2 separate regions of the Ovis aries genome follow, and region 2 is linked to region 1. A link is a contact called in public Hi-C data. All regions are on one chromosome and are shown on one strand. Each heading gives the region's core, a stretch centred on a gene start, on an enhancer-like site or on the middle of the called end of the contact. The rest is flanking DNA. Distances are from core to core; before and after follow the strand shown.

Evidence for each region. Hi-C and Micro-C count contacts between places; a contact is called where the count stands out from the background.
Region 2: a contact with region 1 is called in a Hi-C map of hypothalamus, with 3 times the contacts expected there. The contact joins the promoter of BSDC1 here to the promoter of ZBTB8OS in region 1. A contact is called at or near these places in 2 of 16 Hi-C or Micro-C datasets (blood and hypothalamus).

Annotation. Positions count from the first base shown.
Region 1 is chr2:234,983,239-234,986,730 of ARS-UI_Ramb_v3.0, reverse strand. ZBTB8OS (zinc finger and BTB domain containing 8 opposite strand) reads right to left here and starts at 1,749. Exons shown (of 8, transcript XR_006058878.2): 1 at 1,629-1,749. RBBP4 (RB binding protein 4, chromatin remodeling factor) reads left to right here and starts at 2,431. Exons shown (of 12, transcript XM_004005013.5): 1 at 2,431-2,544; 2 at 3,104-3,251. The coding sequence starts at 2,529.
Region 2 is chr2:235,179,765-235,183,061 of ARS-UI_Ramb_v3.0, reverse strand. BSDC1 (BSD domain containing 1) reads right to left here and starts at 1,560. Exons shown (of 10, transcript XM_060411369.1): 1 at 1,334-1,560; 2 at 963-1,023. The coding sequence starts at 1,440.

The sequences.
Region 1 (3,492 bases), core at 500-2,999:
GGGAAACCCATGGACAAAGGAGCCTGATGGGCTCTAGTCCATGGGGTCAAAAAAGTTGGACAGGACTTAGCAACTAAACACCAGCATACAGAGAACAATGTGAAATTAATTAAAGAACTTTAGAGGGGAAATAAGAGCCAAATTTGTGCTCCCAAACCACATCCACCTTTAGGGCTAACAATTTAACGTTTATATAGACTAACTTTAGAATCTGCACTATATTTTCACATTTATTATTATCTCATTTTGCCCTCACAGGAAGGAACAGAATGCAAAAAGAGGTTATGTGATTTGCCTAAAGTCACTAAGCTACAAATGGCAAACCAGGTCCTTTTACTAACACAGGATACAAGTAAGACATTAGTAGTCCTCTACTTATAACTTTCTTATCCTCTACCCTAGCCACATTCTAACTACAGGACTGTTGGAGATAGATGAGGATGGGGGTGGTTACACAAAACACTTCAAAACATGGCTCTCTTCACAATGAATACACCAGTAAAACTCCCTCAAAGGTCTGTGTAGACAAAGCTATAGCTTTTCCAGCAGTCTTGTATGGATGTGGGACTCCCCTGCTGGCTCAGACGGTAAAGAACCCGCCTGCAATGTGAGAGACCTGGGTTTGATCTGGGATGGGAAGATCCCCTGGAGGAGGGCATGGCAACCCAGTCCAGAATTCTTGCCTGGAGAATCCCCATGGACAGAGGAACGCGGTGGGCCACAGTCCATGGGGTTGCAAAGGGTCGACAGGACTGAGCGACTATGCACACACACGGACTGATGTGAGCACTGGACCATAAAGGCTGAGCGCGGGACAATTGATGCTTTTGAATTGTGGTGCTGGAACAGGTCTTGGGAGTCCCTTGGCCTGCAAGGAGATCAAACCAGTCAATTCTAAACGACATTAACCCTGAATATTCATTGGAAGGACTATAGTTGGAAGCTGAAGTTCCAATACTTTGGCCACTTGGTGCAAACAGCCAACCCACTGAAAAACACCCTGATGCTTCCTGCTGGCTCAGCTGGTAAAGAATCCACCTGCATTGAGGGAGACCTGGGTTCCATCCTTGAGTTCTGAAGATTTCCTGGAGAAGTGAAAGGCTACCCACTCCAGTATTTTGGCCAGGAGAACTTCATGGACTATATAATCCATGGGGTTCCAACAGTCCGACACGACTGAGCGACTTTCACTGATGATGGGAAAATTGAAGGCAAAAGGAAATCGGGGCAGGAGGTCAAAGGATTAGATTGTTCCATAGCATCACCGACTGAATGGACATAAATTTGAACAAATTCCAGGAGATGGGGCGGGGGAGGGGGCTGGCGAACAGCAGTCCCTGAGGTAGCAGAATCTGACAGGACTCAGCAACTAAACAACAAAAATTCCCATAAGATAAATGTGACTAGCATATACAGGGAGAGTTCAAGATATTGTATATGGGGGAGCCCAGGTTTCCCGACTCTCAGACCAGGTGTCTTTATTCTTCAGCGTTTCAGCTTTCCCGGGATTAGTTCAGATGAGCATTCACACAGGGCGAAAACGGGAATTGCGCCAACCACCCTATGGCGCAAAGTGGAAGAGGAAGCCAGAGCCCTCCCGCAAGGAGAGAAGTGAGCCACCTACTCACACTCGTACTTCCGACTGACTGGAGGATACTTGGCCTTGATCGCCTTCTGCTCCTCAGTCAAATTGTAATCTCTTACATCTTCCCCTTCCTGCGCCATGATTGCGGGTTTGGACCCAAACTCAACTTCCGCCCTTCATCAGCCGGACTTCAGCCCGGACTTTCAACATCCGCCCAAGACTCCGCCCCTAGACAGATACCCTTAAAGGGCTAAAACACCATCCTCGAGGACTTAATCCCCTAAACCTTAATCCTTAAGACTTCCGTTCTAGGTCTCGCCGCTTGGAGTTCTTTAAAAGCCCAAAGGCCCATTTTCTGGACGTGCTTCATCAATAGTCCTAAGAAGTAAGGGAACAAATATATTGGAGGATCTAGGAATAGGACAACACTTGAATTAGATACCTCGAGGTGAAATAAAGGCCTTTCTTGCCAGTTTACCCCTAGAGTGGCCAACTAGACCCCAAAACATCCTAAATTTCTCATTCAAAGCCCTACTTTCAAGGGGTCGCTAGCTGAACACTCTTCAAGAAAATGGCTGCCCCCCCAGGAGCGTGCGGCCTAAACCTCTCACGTGACCTCGGGCGGCTCACTCTCACCAACCCGCGCGCGCGCAAGCGAAGGAAGTCGGCTCGGGGCCGTGTGGGGGCAGGGGCGGAGCGCGCGCCTCGGCCCCGCGGCAAGAGACTCTACGCGTCTGGATAGGTTGCGAACGCGACTTCCCCGCCCACCTCGCCGCTCGGCGCACTCCGATTGGCCGGTGTTGGCGCGAAGGTGCGCGAGTCATCCCTCACGCAGGGGCGGCAGGAAACAATAGAGGCCGCGCGCGCAGAGCGAGCGCCCGCAGGCTCCCCGCCCCTCCCGCAACGCTCAACCCCGGGATCCCCGCCGGCTTGCCTACCCGCCATGGCCGACAAGGAAGGTGAGGGTTCCGGGGCGGCCCCAGGAGAGTGGGGGGTGCCGGGGTTGCGTAGCGGCCTCGAAACGGCCTAACAGTGAGGACAGGCCAGACTCAGCTGAGTGTCGTCCCCGCCATCGCAGGCGTGAGGAGAATCGCCCCGCGGGGCGGGTTAACGGCGCGCCAGCTCCTCCAGAGCAGAGGCCCCGGCGCAGCGGCTTGAGGCAGGCGTTTGGGTCCCCGGCGGGTGTTTGGTCCTTCTCCACACGCCCTGTCGGTCTGCTCGCCTCTCTTCGGGTCCTCCCTGCAGTGCTTTCTGCCCGCAATGGCCGGTGCTCCGGCCTCCCCGCCGGTTCTGTGCTCCTCCCGATGCCGTCGCCCGAGCGGCTAACGGCGTTTGGCAGCGATGAGCCCAGCAGTTAAAGCCCCGCGAGGCCGGAGAGCGGCGTTGGTGGCTGTGCCTCGAGGAGATTTAGACAGATCTCCATTTCAGAATCGGGATTTAGGAGTGCCGGTGGCTTTGGAAGTGTTTACTCGGTTTCCATTTGTGGTCGCTAACTTAATTTGTTTTTTTATTTTTTAGCAGCCTTTGATGACGCAGTAGAAGAACGTGTGATCAACGAAGAATACAAAATATGGAAAAAGAACACCCCTTTTCTTTACGATTTGGTGATGACCCATGCTCTGGAGTGGCCTAGCCTAACTGCACAGTGGCTTCCAGATGTAACCAGGTGATAAGAATCCGTTGAATGTTATTTTGTTGTGTTCTCAGTGTAGATTTCTCACATTGATTATCCTTGTTTTCCTCTCTGCAGTCACCCGGAGCGGACACGTGATCAGAACCTATTGGGAACATTTTTTTTCTAGGCCAAAAAAGACAAAATGTGAAACTACTTTGCAATTTACCTGATAAGTGAAAACATGTTGATGTCTTCTTTTTCTGATAACTGAACTGAATAGGCGTATTATAAC
Region 2 (3,297 bases), core at 311-2,810, 200 kb before region 1:
CTAATCAACGACCTGATTTTCGTGTTATGGGAAGACTAACCTTGACAGTAATACATAGGAGGCCCTCACACAACATTTGCTAAATGAATGTCAGACTCTCCTTCCAGAAGACTGCTCAACAAGAAGCAAGCTACTCTGGGGTCTCTTCTATTAGAACTCAGTTTGAAATTCTCCCTCAACTTCAAACTCAGTTTGAAATTGAGTCTTCATTAACAACATAAACAGCTCAGGCCATTCTCAGATTTTCTGGGCTGTAGCTGAAAGGCTAGTATGTAGGCCAGGAGAGGCTAAAAATGCTCACAGAGTAGAGCATTGATTTAACTGAAGCCAGAAGCCTCCTGGAGTTGCCCTGAAGCAGGACTCATCCCAGATGCTTGAGGTAAATGGTAATTAACTTTTTCCAGAATTCAGATGAGTTGGTTTTGACAAACCAGCGCGGAATGGAACAGGAACACACAGTGGCATTGTCCACGGGCAGAGCCAAGCCTCACTCACCCCACAGGGCTTGCTGTCTCCTCACTAGACCATGAGTTTGGGGAGGCGCACGACTGCAACTGTTGGGCTAATGTCGGTATCCTGAGGGCCAGAGAGTCAGAGTGCTGGCTATGGCATACACGCTACTATTTGCATGACTATAGGAGGAAGTTTCTATGGCAGAATCCTTTTTCTTCAAGGCCTAGATCAAATGTTCTCTCTTTTACAAAGCTGAATTTCCCAAGTGGGAATACACCACTCTTTCCCACGGATTCCGACGACACGGTCGCTCCAGTCTTTAAGACCATCTCTGTTTCACTGTAGGTAGAGTCACACTGGTCTAAGTCGGGGGTCTTTCCTCCCAGAGGGCCCAAGTGAGCCTGGTCCCTGAGGCCCGGAGCCCACAAGGTTCAGCGGGATACGCTCGGAACAGGGTTCAGGGAGGTGCCTTGGGGCCCCACTGGAGGAAGGGCGCTGGCCCAGCTTACCTTCTCCTTGACTGCCTGGTAGCTCTGCTGCAGCCAGCTCCGCCACCATCCCACGTCCTCCCTGCGGAAGACAGACACATCTGGAGGCCCCGCGGTGCGACTCGGGCCCGCGCAATGATCGGGTCTCAGTACCCCTCTCAGATGTGGCCCGTGGGTTGGGGCATCAAAGGCCGCTTCCCCACCCCCTCACGCTGTGATTCCACCCCGCCCTTTCAGCTCCGTCAGGCCCGCGCTGGCCTCCCGTTCCCCCGGGGAACCCTGGCCCAGCACCCCAGCCATGGGGAGAATTCGGGGCCCAACGCCCAGAGAACTGGATGACGGGCTCACCCTTCCGCCATCTTGCCCGCATGACATCACCACTATTTACTGACCTTTGACTTCCGACACGGCACCGCCCCCTCAAGCACCACCCCGGAGGGGGCGGCCCAATCCCCGCGCCGACATCGTCCTCAGCCCCATATCCGCCTGGCTCCATCATTAGACTCCGCCTCCTTAAACTCGGTCCAGACTCGGGCCAGGGTTCGGACTTAAAACTCCGCTCCTGAAAGCTCGGTCCAATCCGCTCTCAGGATTGTCTCCAGGCCCCACCCCAAATGTTAGCCCCGCCCCCCAACATCGAATCCAAGTTGGTATCCGCTGACATAGGATACGGTGGCCGTTTTGGGTCAAGATTGGCCGGTGGCTGGGGGTTCGAATTGTAACCCGGGTAGAGAGGAGGCAGGGAGTGAGCCAGCCTGGAGCTCGAACGTCTGTAACCCTGAGCGCAGGGCTAGGACCGCCCCCCTTTATGAAACCTGCCGCGTAGCAGCAGCCTGGGGTCTCTTCGGGCTAATTGAGCAAGCTCAGTCCGTGGAGGTCTGGGCGTTGTTTGGAGGAAAATTCAGAGATGTCTTCGATGCAACCTTTGGGGGAGGCACTCTCAGGAGATTGGGGAGACAGACACATTTAGTTAGCTCAATTTTTGGCGACCCAGCTCAAAACTACGTGAATGTGTGTGTGTTTGTGAGTGTGTGAGGTGAGTCTGGAGTTGATAGTCTGGAGAAAGACTGTGTGTGTGTGTGTGTGTGTGTGTGTGTGGTGTGGGGTTGAAAGATTGTGTGTGTGTTTGTGTGTGTGTGTCTGGAGGAGGAAGATTTTGTGTGTGAGTCTGGAGTTGATAGTCTGGAGAAAGACTCTGTGTGTGTGTGTGTGTGTGTGTGTGGTGTGGGGTTGAAAGATTGTGTGTGTGTTTGTGTGTGTGTGTCTGGAGGAGGAAGATTTTGTGTGTGTGGTAACTTTCCGAATGAGGCCTCCGTTGCTCTTACCGCCTCATCTGCTACCTGCCTGCATCTGCACCCTCATACTTTGACCCCGATCCCGTCCTCTCTTTAATTTTTTAAAAGTTTTACTGGAGTGCAGTTGAGTTATAATCTTGTGTTAGTTTCTGCTGTACAGCAAAGTGAATAAGTTATACATTTGTGTTCAGTTGCTCAGTGGTGTGACCCCAAGGAATGTAGCCTGCCAGAGTGTTCTGTCCATGGAATTTTCCAGGCAAGAATGGGCTGGGATCCAACCCACATCTCTTGGGTCTCCTGCACTGGCAGGTGGATTCTTTACCATTATGCCACCTGGAAGACCTCATATATATACATATATATCCACTCTTTTTTTGGATTCTTTTCTTATATGGGTCATTTCAGAGTGCTGAGTAGAGTTCCCTGTGCTCTTCGGTAGGTGCCTATATATTGTCTCTTGTCTATGGGTGTAGCTATAATAATTCTTTTCCCCCACTCCATTTTGTTTCTCTTCTTACAAGATTATTTCTGTCATCATGCATGCTGTTACTTCTCCCATCTTAATATCGAGCAAACAAAAAACTAACCCTCTCTTGACCCATCACCATTTCCCTACTCCCCTTTAAAGCAAAACTCCTGAAAGTATTCCCTATACTCACGTCTCCATTTTCTCTTGATCTCACTTCAGTGAGGTTTTTGCCTCTCCACAGTTATTTGAATTACTTCTGTTAGGGTACAAAGAGCAGTGGCCAATTTGCAATTCTTATCTAATTTGAACCATCAGTATCTTATTTAACGCAATTGATCACTTTCCTTCTTCAGACGTTTTCTTCACGTGGCTTCCAGGACATCTTGCCTTTCTGAATTTCCTCCTACTTTGGTGTCTCCTTCTAGGTGTTTTTTGCTGTTTTGTTTTCACACCTGCTTCTTGTCCCTAGAATGTCCTAGGGCTCAGTCCTTGACCCTCTCATTTTCGATCTCTGTCATCATTTCCCCAGATGATGTCATCAGGCCACATAATTTTAAATCCCATCTATACACTGACAGTTCTCTGAATTTTC